Regions from separate parts of the Sus scrofa genome. Here region 2 is linked to region 1. Evidence: chromatin contacts called from public HiChIP or PLAC-seq data. All regions are on one chromosome and are shown on one strand. Each heading gives the region's core, a stretch centred on a gene start, on an enhancer-like site or on the middle of the called end of the contact. The rest is flanking DNA. Distances are from core to core; before and after follow the strand shown.

The links. HiChIP or PLAC-seq counts read pairs in DNA pulled down with a chosen protein or histone mark.
Region 2: an H3K27ac HiChIP or PLAC-seq map of alveolar macrophages shows a contact between it and region 1. The contact joins the promoter of HSD3B7 here to the promoter of KAT8 in region 1. A contact is called at or near these places in 3 of 5 promoter capture datasets (fetal liver, fetal skeletal muscle and liver), 11 of 47 Hi-C or Micro-C datasets (alveolar macrophages, blood, embryonic fibroblasts and 7 more) and 2 of 2 datasets of contacts at active chromatin or transcription factors (alveolar macrophages and skeletal muscle).

The regions. Positions count from the first base shown.
Region 1 is chr3:17,368,775-17,375,814 of Sscrofa11.1, forward strand. It overlaps KAT8 (lysine acetyltransferase 8), which reads right to left and starts at 4,336. Exons shown (of 11, transcript NM_001284366.1): 1 at 4,108-4,336; 2 at 2,608-2,682; 3 at 2,352-2,527. The coding sequence starts at 4,318. BCKDK (3-methyl-2-oxobutanoate dehydrogenase [lipoamide] kinase, mitochondrial) reads right to left here. Exons shown (of 13, transcript XM_003124471.6): 13 at 6,854-7,040.
Region 2 is chr3:17,460,392-17,467,431 of Sscrofa11.1, forward strand. It overlaps HSD3B7 (3 beta-hydroxysteroid dehydrogenase type 7), which reads right to left and starts at 2,990. Exons shown (of 7, transcript XM_005655085.3): 1 at 2,745-2,990; 2 at 2,199-2,370; 3 at 1,825-1,980; 4 at 1,424-1,532; 5 at 1,246-1,345; 6 at 882-1,044; 7 at 1-434. The coding sequence starts at 2,861. The coding sequence ends at 19. SETD1A (histone-lysine N-methyltransferase SETD1A) reads right to left here. Exons shown (of 21, transcript XM_021086406.1): 17 at 6,484-6,656; 18 at 6,276-6,386; 19 at 5,983-6,102; 20 at 4,283-4,420; 21 at 3,377-4,202. The coding sequence ends at 4,029.

The DNA of each region.
Region 1 (7,040 bases), core at 3,086-5,585:
TCTTCCTCCTCCTTTGCCTCTTTAAGACACAGTTCCCGGAGTTCCTGTCGTGGCGCAGCGGAAATGAATCTGACCAGCATCCATGAGGATGCAGGTTCGATCTCTGGCCTTGGCTCAGTGGGTTAAGGATCTGGCATTGCTGTGCATTGTGGTGTAGGTCGCAGATGCAGCTCAGATCAGGCGTTGCTGTGGCTGTGGTATAGAGCGGTAGCTGCAGCTCTCATTCCACCCCCAGTCTGGGAACCTCCATATACCACGAGTGTGGCCCTAAAAAGATTAAAAAAAAAAAAAAAAAAACCAAACACATTTCCCAACTCATAAGACACATCCTCTTCTGCAAATGCATTAAAGAACTACAAAAACACTACTTTCTTAAACGCTGCAATTTATTTAGAATTAAACATTAATTAGGCTCTGAAAAACCTTGCTGACTATTCATTCGTTTTATCAACCACTGGCCCACCCTGCTGCCTGCCAGCTTAAAGTTATATCTTTGAGACTTAATTTGCCAGTGCAACCTGGCTGAGAGCTAAGAAAACCTCAGATCTATACTGGCCAGGACAGCAGCCACTAGCTACAAGTGGCTACTTAAACTTAAGTTTGTTACATGCAAATCAAATTTAACTCTCGGTCACACTCACCACATTTCACTCAACAGCCACGCGTGGGCAGCGGCTGCTGTATTGGACGGAGCAGACCTAGAATACCCCCATCTGTCACAGCTCATTCAGTGGTACGGTACTGCCTTAGAGGGTGAGAGAGCTAATCCACAGTATTCCCATTTTTTTGCGTGTTTGTTTTCTTGGCCACACCCATTGGCATACAGAAGTTCCCAGGCCACGGATCGAACCTGCACCACAGCAATGACTTGAGCCACAGCAGTGACAACACCAGATTCTCAACCTGCCGAGCTACCAGGGAACTCCTCAAGTGTTTTGAAATCACAGCACTGTAAACCACTTGGCATGTTTGTGTACACACCTTCGTATATCTGTATGTGACATCAAAGCATCTCAAAACAATACTTACCTTTAAAAAGTACAACGCACTCTGATTCTTTTTTTTTTTTTTTTGTTAGGGCCGTGCCGGCGGTATATGGAGGTTCCCAGGCTAGGGGTCAAATTGGAGCTACAGCTGCCAGCCTACACCACAGCCAGGGTCACATGGGATCTGAGCCATGTCTGCAACCTAACCACAGCTCACAGCAATGCAAGATCCTGAGGGAGGCCAGGGATCAAACCTGCAACCTCATGGATGCTAGTCTGATTCGTTAACCACTGAGTCACAACGGGAACTCCTGCACTCAGCTACTTTCTATTATCCTGTTTCTTCCATTTTTTTGTGTGTGAAATTACACGGTCACAGCTCTGAACTAATACAGTGATCTACTAACAGCAGTGCCCCACAGTCTGCACACCACTGCTCCAAAGCCCACAGCAAGCCATCAGAAGGATGAAATCACATGGTTTAAATAATGAATGTCTGGGTGCCTTGAGAGTTCCACGACCTCTGTTCTCATCTGCACGCCTCATTTCACAAATCAAGAAACTGAGGTTCAGAGTGGAAGGAAAGAAACCTCTGCAGGCTGGCTTCAAGAAAAAACCCAGGTTTTGCAAATAAATGGAGCTTCTAGATGTTCAAAGTTATGTCCAAGGGCGTGTGCCCCAAGTTGGACAATCTAGTTGGCAAATCTAACTCTTGACTGGGTTCTTAAACTTACCTGTACCTCTCTTGTGAACTGGGGATACAATGCTTACCTCACAGAGTTGCTGTGAAACGTCAATGAGATCAGTATTAAAACACTTATCCTGACACTGTGGCTCATAAGCCAATAAATGTTTGCCACTATTACCCTAGTTTCAGCCCACCCTTTTACTAGCAGTGTGACCTTGGGCATGTTACTTAACCTCGCTGAGCCTTCCTGCTTTCCTCAATTATTATCCCTGTGGTGCTGCGCTGTTAGGGAGGATCTGATTAGCTTGTACAGGTACCGCACTCTGCATGGCGCCTGGCAATAGCAAGTGCCCCAAATCACTCACTCTCTTCCTCCCCTTTGGACCTCACATCCATCTGTCAAGGCGGCACAGCCGAGAGGGAGGCAAAAGAGGCCACTGGTGCAAGAGGCCTGAGTTCCAGTCCCAGCTGGGCCATTTCGTTGCTGTGAGACTGTAGCCAAGCCCTTGCCATCTCTGAGCCTCAGTTTTCTTATCTGTGAAGAGGTAGGTAAAGTCCCCGACACCCGGTAGGGGGTTAAGAAATGGGAGCTGCTGTGGTTCTGGTACTGGGAGCCCAGGGAGTCTGCAGAGGCAGCTGAGCTGCCTCGAGCCGCCTGGGGAAAGGAGGGCTCGGACCTTCTGCACGTGGTTGATCTCATCGTGCTTGCGCTTTTGGTTGCGAGTGATCTTGCGCTCGGGCTGCTCAGCCAGCTCACTCAGGTACTTCTCCGAGTTCTTCTGCACGGCATCCTTCACTGTCTTGGTCAGTGCCAGCCGGTTCTTGTCTACCCATTCGTCCAGTCGCCGGTTAACTGTGAGGACGGGCCATGAGGGGGCTGCCCTTCCACCCCCATCCACCCCACCCAGACCGGGGCTACCCCAAGTCACTCACAGCCCACATAGTGTACATAGAATTCCTCTCGGCCCTCCTGATCGTTCACTCGAGACTGGATCACTTCAGCAGAATCTGTGGAGGGAGAAAAGAGCATCAAGTAAGACAGCAGGACTGGGGCAAGAGTGCTCCTTCAGGAGTTCCCACTGTGGCACAACAGGATCGGCAGTGTTTAGGGAGCACTAGGATGTAGGTTTAATCCCTGCTCCGGCACGATGGGTTAAGGATCCAGTGTAGGTTGCAATCGTGGCTCCGATCTGATCCCTGGAACTCCATACGCCACAGGGCGGCCAAAAAAAAGGATGCTCTTTCACACTGAGGAGCAGTTTCCCAGGTTCCAAGGCCAACTGTAAGCTGACCTCACCTGTTCACATCTGCCACTCCCTTCAATCACTGTCTGAGGTGGGCCAGACGGGGGCTGTTATTCTTATTTTAGAGATAAGGAAACTGAGGCTTACCCAGGCTCACCTATTTGAATAATGGTAAGAGCTAATACTTATCTGAATTTAAGTCTGGCTCCAAATTCAATACTCAGTGGTTTGTTTGTTCAGGGGTCCTGAGGACTAGCTGTGAAATAACACAGCCCCACTTCCTAGCTGTATTTAACTGAACAAGTTATTTTGGCCTTCTGAGCCTCAGCTTCTTCATCTGCAAAATAACGACAGCTGTGTCCGCCTCAAATGGTGAGTTAATGGCTCTGAAGCTTTCAGTATAGCATCTGACAAATAGCAGACCATTAAAGAAATGAGTAAGGCAACCCCTGCTTGTCTGATCCTGGGCTGGGTTGCTGCTGGGTACAGAGGATACAGTGATGGATCACAGGATGGACCTGCCCTCCAGAAGTTCCCACTTTGATAGAGGAAGACAAAGACAACATAATGGTACATATACCATGGTTCAGGTATGTAGAAAATGTTGCAGGAACACACAAAGGAACGACTCACTTTGCCTGAAGGGAGTCAAGAATGGCATCACGAGGGATATGATGCTAAAAGGATGAGTGGGGCTAGCCGGCTAAACAAGGAAAAGGGTAGGGCATTCCAAGCACAGGGCATAAGTGGTCTGAAGAGTGGACAGCGTGGTCTGGTCTGGCAACGGCCCTTACTAGGGCTGCTAAAACCAGACAGGTCACAAAGATGAAAGCCATTCTAAGGAATTCTGGGGTTAATATGGAAATGACTCAAAATAATAGAAGAAAAGGGGAAGTTCGTTTCTGTGTTCTGGGAGCTCCTCTCCGCTGGCAGCTGTCGGGGACGGATGCAAGGGGAAGTCACAGGGTCAAGGGCGACCAGTGAGGAAACGGGTTAACAAGAGAATGAAGACTAAGACTGGGCAAGGAAGTGGAGCGGGAGCTCTATACACAGCAGGAAGAATCTGGCTAACACCCGATAGGTGGGGTTTGCAGGCGGCGCCGGGGCGAGCCCGAAACTCCGCGTTCTCCCTGCTCAGGCCCCGCCCCGGCCATAAACCCCGCCCCCTGGCCCTGGGCCCCGCCCTCACGCCAGGTGCTATCCGGTCGCCGGCACAGGTACGTTTCTCCAATTTCCACGGTGACTTCCGGCTCTCCCCGCGCCGGGGTTGGCGGAGAGACGCGGCCTGGGGACGGGGCGGTCCCCTCGACCGCCGCATTCTCCCCAGGCCCGGGGTCGCCCTCCCCCGCGACCCCTGAAGTCGCCGCCGCAACGGCTGCAGCTGCTCCCTGTGCCGCCATCGCTGTAGTGGAAGTGACGCCAGAATCCGGCGCCGCACAGCGCCTTTAGTTCCGGGTCAGCGACGTGTAGCGGAGGCCGCAGTAGGCTGGAGGGTGGGGTCTGTGACGTAGCAGGCGCTCATTGGCTAGTGCGGCTGTCTCCGCGGCGCCGGACCAGATTGACGTTGACAGTGCCGGTTGCTCTGGAGTTACTTGGCTGACGTTTGGAACTGTGGCTGCACCCTGGAGTTGGAGAGCGGAGAAAGGCTTTCCGGATGTGATGTCTCAGATCGATATATATATATTTTTTGTCTTTTTTTGCTATTTATTGGGCCGCTCCCGCGGCATATGGAGGTCCCCAGGCTAGGGGTCGAATCGGAGCTGTAGCTGCCGGCCTACGCCAGAGCCACAGCAACGCTGGATCCAAGCCGCGTCTGCAACCTACACCACAGCTCATGGCAACACCGGATCGGTAACCCACTGAGCAAGGGCAGGGACCGAACCCGCAACCTCATGGATTCGTTAACCACTGCGCCACGACGGGAACTCCTCAGATCGATCTTTTAAAAGGCCCTGGTGCCTGAGAAAGCCAGGATATGCCAATTATCAGGGAGCACTGCCTCCACTTTACCAGGGCGGAGCCAGAGCAGCCTCCCTGGCTGTCTGGCTTTAGAGGTGAGCCTGGAACTAACACCCACCCCCCCCCTTCCGCCAGCCACATACAGGTCATCCCGTTTTTGAAGATTGAAGAACCTTCCTTCTTTGTTTAGGATGGGAAAAGGAGACAGTTGGGGTGGGGGAAGCAGAACGGTGTATCCTGGGACAGCTAGTAAACCACTCTCACAGTATCAAGCCTTTGTAAAGAAAGGGTCAGGTCCCCTAAACAGAAACTGGCCAAAGGCAGTGGACATAATGGAGAGCGTCTTGGACTGAGTGAATTAGGAATCCTGGGTTCTGACCCAACTCGGGAAGGTGTAGAAATGTGTTTGTTCCAAGAGCATAGTCAAAGATGAAACTATAAGTCAAGTATCTCTATAAAGGTTGAACCATATAGATATATATAGATATATCCCATGAATATAAAACAAGTATATTGAGCAATGCCAGGCAGAGTACGTGCTCAATTAAACCCTCCCTTTGGCCACTGTGAGTCATCTTTGACTTATAACTTGGTTATTGGGCTTAAAACAATTCTAAGAGAAGTGGAATGCTTAAGGTCTAAGTCTGAGGTTACAGATCAGGAAACACGCAAGTCTTTGTGAGGGATGGCAGTGGGAAGTGCTGGTAACTTGGCTTTTGGGAAATAAAGAGGTTTGAGGGGAGCATTAAATGCCAGCAGCATATGAAACAAGACAAGGCAAGAAAAAGGTTAAAATTGTAGTACCTTTTCCCACTCCCCATCCCCCTAGAACTCTATAGATGATTCACCCAGGTCCCTAAGAACCTTTTGTTATTGCTCCTTTGTTCTCCTACTACCTTTGACCGGCTTTCAAAAGCCAGCACCTGAGGCTTCTTTGGCGAACTGCCCCTCAGGCTAATAAAGGTGTTTTGCCTCAAAAGAGCTGAAAATGTAAAGTTCTCAGCCTGCAAGTTAACTACCTCCTCAGCTCCCACTCAAATGGACGTTAAACCAATGATCCTTCAAGGGAGGAGTTCATCGGTGCCTGTAGAGCTTTAGTTCTTTTGCCTGGCCTCCTGCCCTTCCCTCTTCTGCCTCCCCTACTCCCTTGTGGGAGCACTTTCTCATCAAATCCCTTTCAGATGCATTTCTAGGGAATCCAAGCCGAAACATCCCTTTCTAGCTTAAAGCCTTTCCATGGATCCCTGCTGTGTGCAGGAATAAAACCCATGTTTCTCGGCTGTAAGGGCCCTTCACCTTGATGCCACCTACCTCTCCAGCCTTGCCGCCCCCTGCTCGGGGATTCTCAGCAAGTGTCTGACCTCCAGATTTAATTCCTGTCTCCCCTCAATCCCCCACCTCCATCACCTGTCCTACCAAGCAGGCCCCCGGGGCCTTCTCCTTCCCTGGCCAGATAAGCAGGGGAGGTCACCTCCCTACCTGCTCCCTTGGAGCCTTTCCTTTGGCCCTCCCTACCAGGGCCCACTGTTGCCTGCCAGCGCACAATCTCGTGTGTTCCTTTCCTTGGCATCAGCAGGCGCGGCTGGCAGGGAGTATATTTAACCTTCCTCAGGTTCAAAAATGAGGTGGCTTGGAAGGTTACCCAGTCTGGTGACCTTCACCTCCACAACCTGTGACTTCCAGAAGGGAAGAGTCAGGACTGAGGCATGAAGCTGGGCCATCCTGGGCCTTCAGTATTGTCTGGGAGCCAGAAACATTTGGTAAATGAAATGAATGCAAGGTCTGCACAGACTGCCCCATTCATCCCCACCCCCCTCCAAATCTAACATGCAAGAGACTCGGGGCCAGTTCCATTGCTGGTCTGCCAGGCTCTGAGGACAGGTAGAAACTGGGACATGAACGTGTTACACCCAAGGGGACCTGAATGGGGGCAGAAACAAAAGCGACCCTGCCCTCTCCACACATGGGGCTCGAGAGGGCATTCAAAATGTGAACTTTAATAACAAACAGCAGGTCAAAGTGGGGGTTCCCCAGGAACAAGAATGACAGAGCTGGTGCCGGAGACCTCAAGGGTCCCCGCTTCCTCCGCTCTAAGGCCTGGAGGCAGGGAAGCAGTGGACCCTATCGAGGAGGGGCGGCGCCTGGCTCCATGTAAGTCCATCT
Region 2 (7,040 bases), core at 1,740-4,239, 90 kb after region 1:
CGGGCCCCAGCCCTACTGTCATTGGGTGGAGTCTTCCCCGGCCTGCACCCAGCGGATAGTGCGGGCCCGGCTCTCCTCCCAGGAGAACAGGGGCTCATAGCCAAAGTGGCGTAGAGCCTTGTCTGTGCTGACAGTGAAGGTGGTGTTGGCCACGGCCAGCGTGTAGGGGTTGAGCAGGGGCGCATAGAGCAGCAGCGGCCGCAGCAGCCACTGCAGCAGGGCATTGAGGGTGGCCAGAAACAGCAACAGCCAGTAAGGCAGCAGCGGGCGGCTGCCCACCAGCCGCAGTCCGCAGGGGCCCAAGAACTCCATGTTGAAGTCCTCGTAGCTCTTGTAGGGTGAGTTGTCATAGCAGAAGTACACCTGGCCACCCATCAGTGGCGCTCGGTGCTCTAGCTCCCGGGCCACCAGCACGTGCATCCAGGCCACGTTACCTGCGGGGACAGGGCCGAGGGGAGAAGGGGGGGAAGTGGCCCTCAGTGCCCTTGTGACCAGGTCCATGCTGGTCTCTCCCCGGCCAGTGCTGGCCAAGCTGCCCCCTCTTTGGGCCCTTGTGGATGCTGCCCTCATAGCAACAGCTGTGCTGAAGGCTGCTTCCCTCCAGGCCCTGTAGCCGTTTGCCCTTGAGGGCCAGCCTGAATGGAGGCTATTTTTTCTGCTGATGGTCCTGGAACGATGCTGCTCCCATAACTCCAACCCTTTCCTCACTCAGCCTGTGACACGTTTTGAGGCCGTCCTTCTCGCCTTGCATGGCCCTTGTCTGCTCTGGCCCAGGTATAGACCGTCCTCTCTTAGCCAGAGTACACAACCATCCCCGACCCCAGAACCACGTGGATCCCAGAGCCCTGTTAGCCTCCCCCCGCCGCCTAGCCCAGCCTCACCCACGTAGACCCGGCCATGCTCCACAGAGGCCGGGATGGCCCGTAAGAGCCGACCCCCCAGGCGCAGGCCCTGGTGGTAGAAGTCCTTCATGATCTGGTGGCCTTCACCATAGATGCCAGTGGGACGCAGGGCACACGTCACTAGGGGCAGCCCCCCGCGGACCTGGGGGCAAAAGGCAGGCACTGCTAAGACCTAGGACACCCCGCCCCTAGGGCCTGCCCTCTGCCCTGGCCTCCAAAAGCTGGAGATGGAGGGGAGGTGCCCAGGGCAGGATGCAAAGGCGCCTGCAGGCCCTGGCTCTGCCTCTGCCCGGCAGCTCTTTCCACCCCCGCTCTGGCTCCCACATCTCATCCGCTGTCTTACCTTCCTTCCGTTGGCTTCGAGGACCAGCCGCTCAGCCAGGGCCTTGCTGCGAGGATACGGATGTCTGTGTGCTGCCTCGTATGGGGTATTCTCATTGCCCCTAGTGGGGGGAGAGGGAAAATTCTTAATGCTGGGGAGAGAGGGGGGCCTTGAAGGACTGAGGGGAACCTCAGCTCACCTGTAGAAGGGCTGGCCCTTGATGTTGGGCCCCACAACTTCCATGCTGCTTGTGTAGACCAGGAAGCGTGTTCCATTCTGCACACAAGCCTCGATCACATTCTGTGTGCCTGGGGTAGGGGGGGACGTCTAAACCAAAGCTTCCTCCCCCTCTGCATCTTTCCGCTCCCCATCCCAAAGCTGGAGGAGGACCCGAGTCTTCCAGCTCCAGGCCCAGGGCGAACCACGGCAGGTCAGTGAGGGCCAGCCCGCCATGATGGGCAGGAGTGTCCACAGGACAGATTGTCACAGGAGAATTACAGAGGTCAAGGTCAAAGAGGGGGCAGGGAACAAACAGCCAAGTTCAGGCCATGCGCCAGGGAGGATTGCGTGTGTGATCAGAGTAGGTGGAGAGCCGCTCACCCTGCACGTTGACCTCATGGATGGTCTCCGGACTGGCTCTCCCGAACACATCCACCAGCCCAGCTGTGTGGATGACCACGTGGGCTCCGGCCACAGCCGCTGCCACCTCATGGGCCTGGGTCACGTCCCCCTGGATGGCAGTCACCTGCACGGGCCCTGGGGATGGGTAGGAGCAGCCAGAGGCAATGTCAGAGCTGAGGCCACAGGCCAGCTGCTGGGTTTGGCCCACACCCTTGGAAGCCACATATTCCCAATGTGACTCATTCATCCCATCCGTCCACACTGGAAAACATAGGAGACATCATCTTTTCCACCCCAAGGAAGGAAGTCCACATCCTCTCCCCCCGTCCCCACTCTGTCCCCACCACAGTCACCTGTCTCCAGTTCCTCCAGCCAGGGGCCCAGGTGTAGGTCGAAGACGCGCAGCTCACAGAGCCGGGGTTCCTGCTGCAGCAGCATGCGGACCACATGTTCCCCCAGGAAGCCACAGCCACCTGTGACCAGGTACACCAGCTTCTGGGCCTGAGCAGAATCTGCCATGCCCTGCTGGGGAAAGACACCCTGGCTCACCTGGGTTGCCTGCTGCCACCTGCCCCGGCACCTACAGCCCACCTGTTACTCCTAGAAGAGGCCTCTGGCTTAGTGGACAGCAACAGTGACCCGGGGCCCAGAGCCGTTTCCAGAGGCTGCAGCCGTGGGAGCCGCAGCCAGGTTACCTGTCCCAACCCTGCCAGCCGCACTTACCAAGATGAGGGGAAGGCTTGGCGTGCAGGGAGGGCTCAGGGTTTGAGGCGGAGGAGGAGGTCCCGAGACAGAAAAGGAAAGGCAGTTGGCAGGGAGCCGGGACGGCAGGGAGAGGAAGGTGGGAAGGGCCGGGATGGGGGGAAGGGACCCCAGGCCCTGGCATCACTGCTGCCTACCTGCTGCCAAGGTCCCAGGACACCCAAACTGGCCACCGGGAGGCCGTCTTCGTCCCCCAGGCCAGCGGGCCCGTGACACAGTCCCCTTCCGCTTGCTCCTCCTCCCTCCTGGCCCATTCCAGGAACAGAGACCAGCCCAGCCTCCACCTCTCCGCCCACCTTACTCTTGCCACAGGGCACCCTCTGGTGGCCACTCCACGCTGCACTGGCATCTGCTTCCAGCAGAGAACTTGAGGAAAGGGAATGGGGAAGCTGGAACCTGCTGGGTGGGCGAGGTAAAGGGAGCAGGCAGGGTGACCTCGCTCCCAGGGCATGATGTCAGTCTTTCCCTCCTGCTGGATTTCCCAGGAGGCCAGAAGCCCAGCAGCAGCTGTGGTTCTGGGAAGGGAAGGGAGGCCTGACCTTGGCCCTGCCCTGGCCGGCCTTGGCGGGGGATTTCTGGATGGCTGTTCCAGCCTAGCAGGTGGCCCAGAGTGATGGTGGCTGAGTCTGCAGGTCCTGGCTCTTGCCCGAAAGGCCCTCTCCCCACCCCAAGCTTCAGGCCACCTGTTTCCCCCTCTCTTCACTTGCCCCACCCTCTGTCCTCAGCCCCCATCCCACCCTACTCTTTCCCAAAGATACTGACCAAGCACTTTTGTACAATAAAGTTTAATCACAATTATAAAAATGTGGCGTTGGGTTTGCGCTATTAACATATGTACAGTCCAGCCCAACAGGAAGGGCCCGCCCCCCACCATCCCGGCCTGGCAAAGCCGGAGCTTCCAGACACCAGGCTGGGAGGGTGACCCACAGGGTCTGGCAGGAACAGAAGATGAGGCAGGGTTCCAGGCACGGAGTCCCCAGGACTGGGGGCGCAGGGCCCCCCCCCAGGGGGAGAACATGGCCACTGCCCCTAGAGACCCCTAAACTGGGGAGGGGTGCACGCAGGGCACAAAGGGGAAGCCCCATGAACACAAAGCAAGGGGGCTGTGCAGCCCCCAAGAACAGGATCTGTACAGGCCGGCACCCCAGGTTTCCACAGGAAACAGCTGCTGGCAGCTACAAAACATTTACAGCTTCTTCTCCGCAAAGAAAAAAAATTCAGGGGATGGGTGGGCAGGGGCAAGAGGGGAAGCAGAAGTCGCCTCAAGGGACTGAGGCTCCCTCCTGGGCTCGGGGGGCCCCCAACCCCACATTCGGAGATGGGGCACGTGGGCCCTGCTGAGCCCACTAAGGCTGGGTGGGCTGGGAGCTCAGGGCACCAAGGGGAATAAATAGGGGTGAGGGCACCAGTCCTGCCCCACCTCAGTTGAGGGAGCCGCGGCAGCTCTCGGTGCCGCACAGACACGGGATCTTGTTGTCCTCCAGCGGGAACTTGTAGTCGTAGGTGATCTCCTCGTCCACACCGATGGGCTGCTTGGAGTAGATCACGATCTTCTTCTGCGACTCGATGGTGATCACCTTGGCATAGCAGTTGGGCTGCAGGACAAGGATGGGGTGAGCTGCGGCTGTGCCCCTGGCCCCCGCCCCACCCCGGCCCGGCCCGGCCCCCCGCGCACCGTGCAGCAGTGGTTGATGAACCTCGCCAGGTTGCCACACTTCGTGGCATCGATGATGGTGTCATGATCCACCCGGAACAGGTAGCTGCTGCCAATGCCCTCCTGCACGTAGCGCTTCTCCCGCATGTCGGCCACCATCTAACAGCACAGAGCGTGATGGTCAGGGGGCTGGCCTGACCCCGCTGGCCCTTGTGATGAGGCGTCTGGACAGTCTCCCAGCTACCACCCTGGAGGCCACGCCGACCCGTCCGGGATCTGTGACGCTCCCTCTGGCACCCGCTACTCCAAGGCGCCGACTCTCCTGACCCTGCTCCCAGGAGCACCCCTCTTAGGGTCACCTCCCTATACCTTCGGCTGCCATTCTGATAGTCACCCAAAGAGGACCCCAGGGAAGTCCACACTGGTCACTGGGCAGGAGCAGCCACCAGCATCTCCTGGAGCGTCTGCCTGGCCCCCAGCGGAGCCCCCAGATGGCTGAGGGCTGGGGCAGTTCTTGAGACGACAGCGTCCATTTCACAGATTGGACCCTACTCATCCCTTCTCCAAAACAGGTGCTCACGGCTGCTGCCGTCCACGTCAGGGCTCACGGTCTGTGAGGAATAACTCATTTCCCAGAAAACAGGGCGATAATGCCGCTGCTCTCTCCCCTTGGGTGCACTCGCTGTCTCCCAGGGCTTCGGCTGCCAGGCAAGTGGAGAGGGCTCCTCCCAAACTTCCACCTCCAGCCCAAATCCACCTCAGTGCAGCTGCCACTCCACTGAGCAGCCCCTGGATGTCCCCCGGGCACCGCAACTTCCCACGCCCTGTCCTGATTGGAGCTTGTCGTGACCACACCCCGCCTCCACCCCCTCACCGGCAGCCCCACCTACTCAGCCGGCCGCTAAAGGCAGCACCCTGAGAAACCGTCTCACCTCGGCCCCTGCCCTCCTGCTCTGGAGCCACCTCGTTGCCTGGTCCTGCAGCTACCTTGGCCTCACTGCCTAGTGGAGGCCATCCCCGCCTTTAGGGGCTCTGCGACAGCCCCCTCGCCCCCACCCTGGCCTCAGCCTTGAGTGCTCTCTTGGCTCTGTAGTCAGAGGGAGCTGACTCCACCTCCCAGGTCCTCTCCTGCCTAAGGCCTTGCGGTGCCTCTTCTCCTTTCCCACCACTGGTCCTAACTTACTAACCTGGCGCTCAAGCACTGTGCTGTCTGGCCTCCCACCTGCCCCTCCGGCTCCCGCCGCTGCCACTGGCCCTGATTTTTCCAAGTAGCCATACTGACGTCCTTGCCCTTCTAAGACCATCCTGCGTCCAGGCCTTTGCACACTCCGTCTCCCGGTTGGGAGCACCCTTCAGCTCCTCATGCAAACATCACTGTGCTCCCACCTCTGCCTCCCTGAACGTCCCAGCCCTTTTCACAGCAGCCACACGACACCCTTTACTGCAGTTACCTGTTGAACACCTATCTTGCCCACTACGCTGTGAGGTCCTTAAGGGGAGAGAGAATATCAGTCTCACTTCTTGCAGGATCATTAACAACTAGTTTACTTGTACCCATTACTAATTGCTGAAGGAAGAAACGGAGGAAAAAAGGCAGGCAGGTTGCACTGGCTAAATCTCGGAGCAGGGAGCGAGTGTGGGCTTTACCCCGAGGGTCAGGTGGTTCTCGTGTCAGCACCCCATGCCGCCGTCAGATCGGGGGCTGGGTGCGGGGGCCTCACCTGGCGGATGTTCTGACCCACATATTCGATGACCATCTCGTCGGCTGCGATGGGTTCCATGGCAAACAGCCCCCACTCGTGGATCCGGCTCCGGCCAAATCGCAGCTTCTTCTTCCGGAACTAGAGAGCGGAAGGCAGACTCTGTTGCTGGGTGTCCCCTTCAACCTGGCTCCGCACCTGTCCTTGGACCCCCAGGGCAGAGGGTGTCCCGGGCCCTCGCCCACCGCAGCCCTCAGGGCTCCAGGACACGGCCTTCCCACCGCGCCTCCTCCCTCCTCAGCCCCACTCCGCACCTTGAGCTGGTTTAACTTCAGCAGGTCGCTGTCCATGATGGCCGACGTGCCGATGGCGCTCAGCAGCCGCCGCTGCTCCGACCGGCGCTCCGAAAGCACACGGTTCGTCCCCTGTGAGCAGCAGCAGGCCAGGGAGAGACGGTGAGTGATGGGAGAACTCATGGGAAGAAGGTGCAGCCAGCAGGCAGGGGCGTGGGTGGAGCCTCACCTGAGTGTCGGCTCCTTCCAGCTGCCGGGCCGAGACGGGGCACACATCCAGGTACCTGTCCTTCTCCTTCTTGCTGATGGGGTAATAGCCTTCGCTTCGAGCCGAGCCCGTCTGGTGCTCGCGGGGCCCATCCTGAGGCCGCCGCTTGCGTTTTGGAGTGCTCAGGTTGGTGAGTGCAGGGTGTTAAGGAAGAGAACCGGGTCCTCACAGACCAGATCCCTGGGGCTCTGCTCCCCGTGTCCCCCCCCCCCCACCGCCGAATCCCAGCCCAAGGAAAGGGTGACCGACCTTAGCTGGAGGTCCCGCACAAACTCAGGGTGAGGAGTACGGAGAGACGGAGACAAGTCAGTCTCAGACCCCACCTTTCCTGCCAGAAGCACTTTGGGAGGCAGAAGAGGCATGAGGCAGAGAGAACGGGTGGCCCGGCAGCCAGAGGAGAAATGCCGGGGCTGCACGCGGCAGAGAGCGGGACAGGAAGGCGATAAGCACAAACCCTAGGAATGATCTCAGGAGGACAGGGCCTGGCTGTGTGACCCCAGGGAGGCCCCCCACCCCAC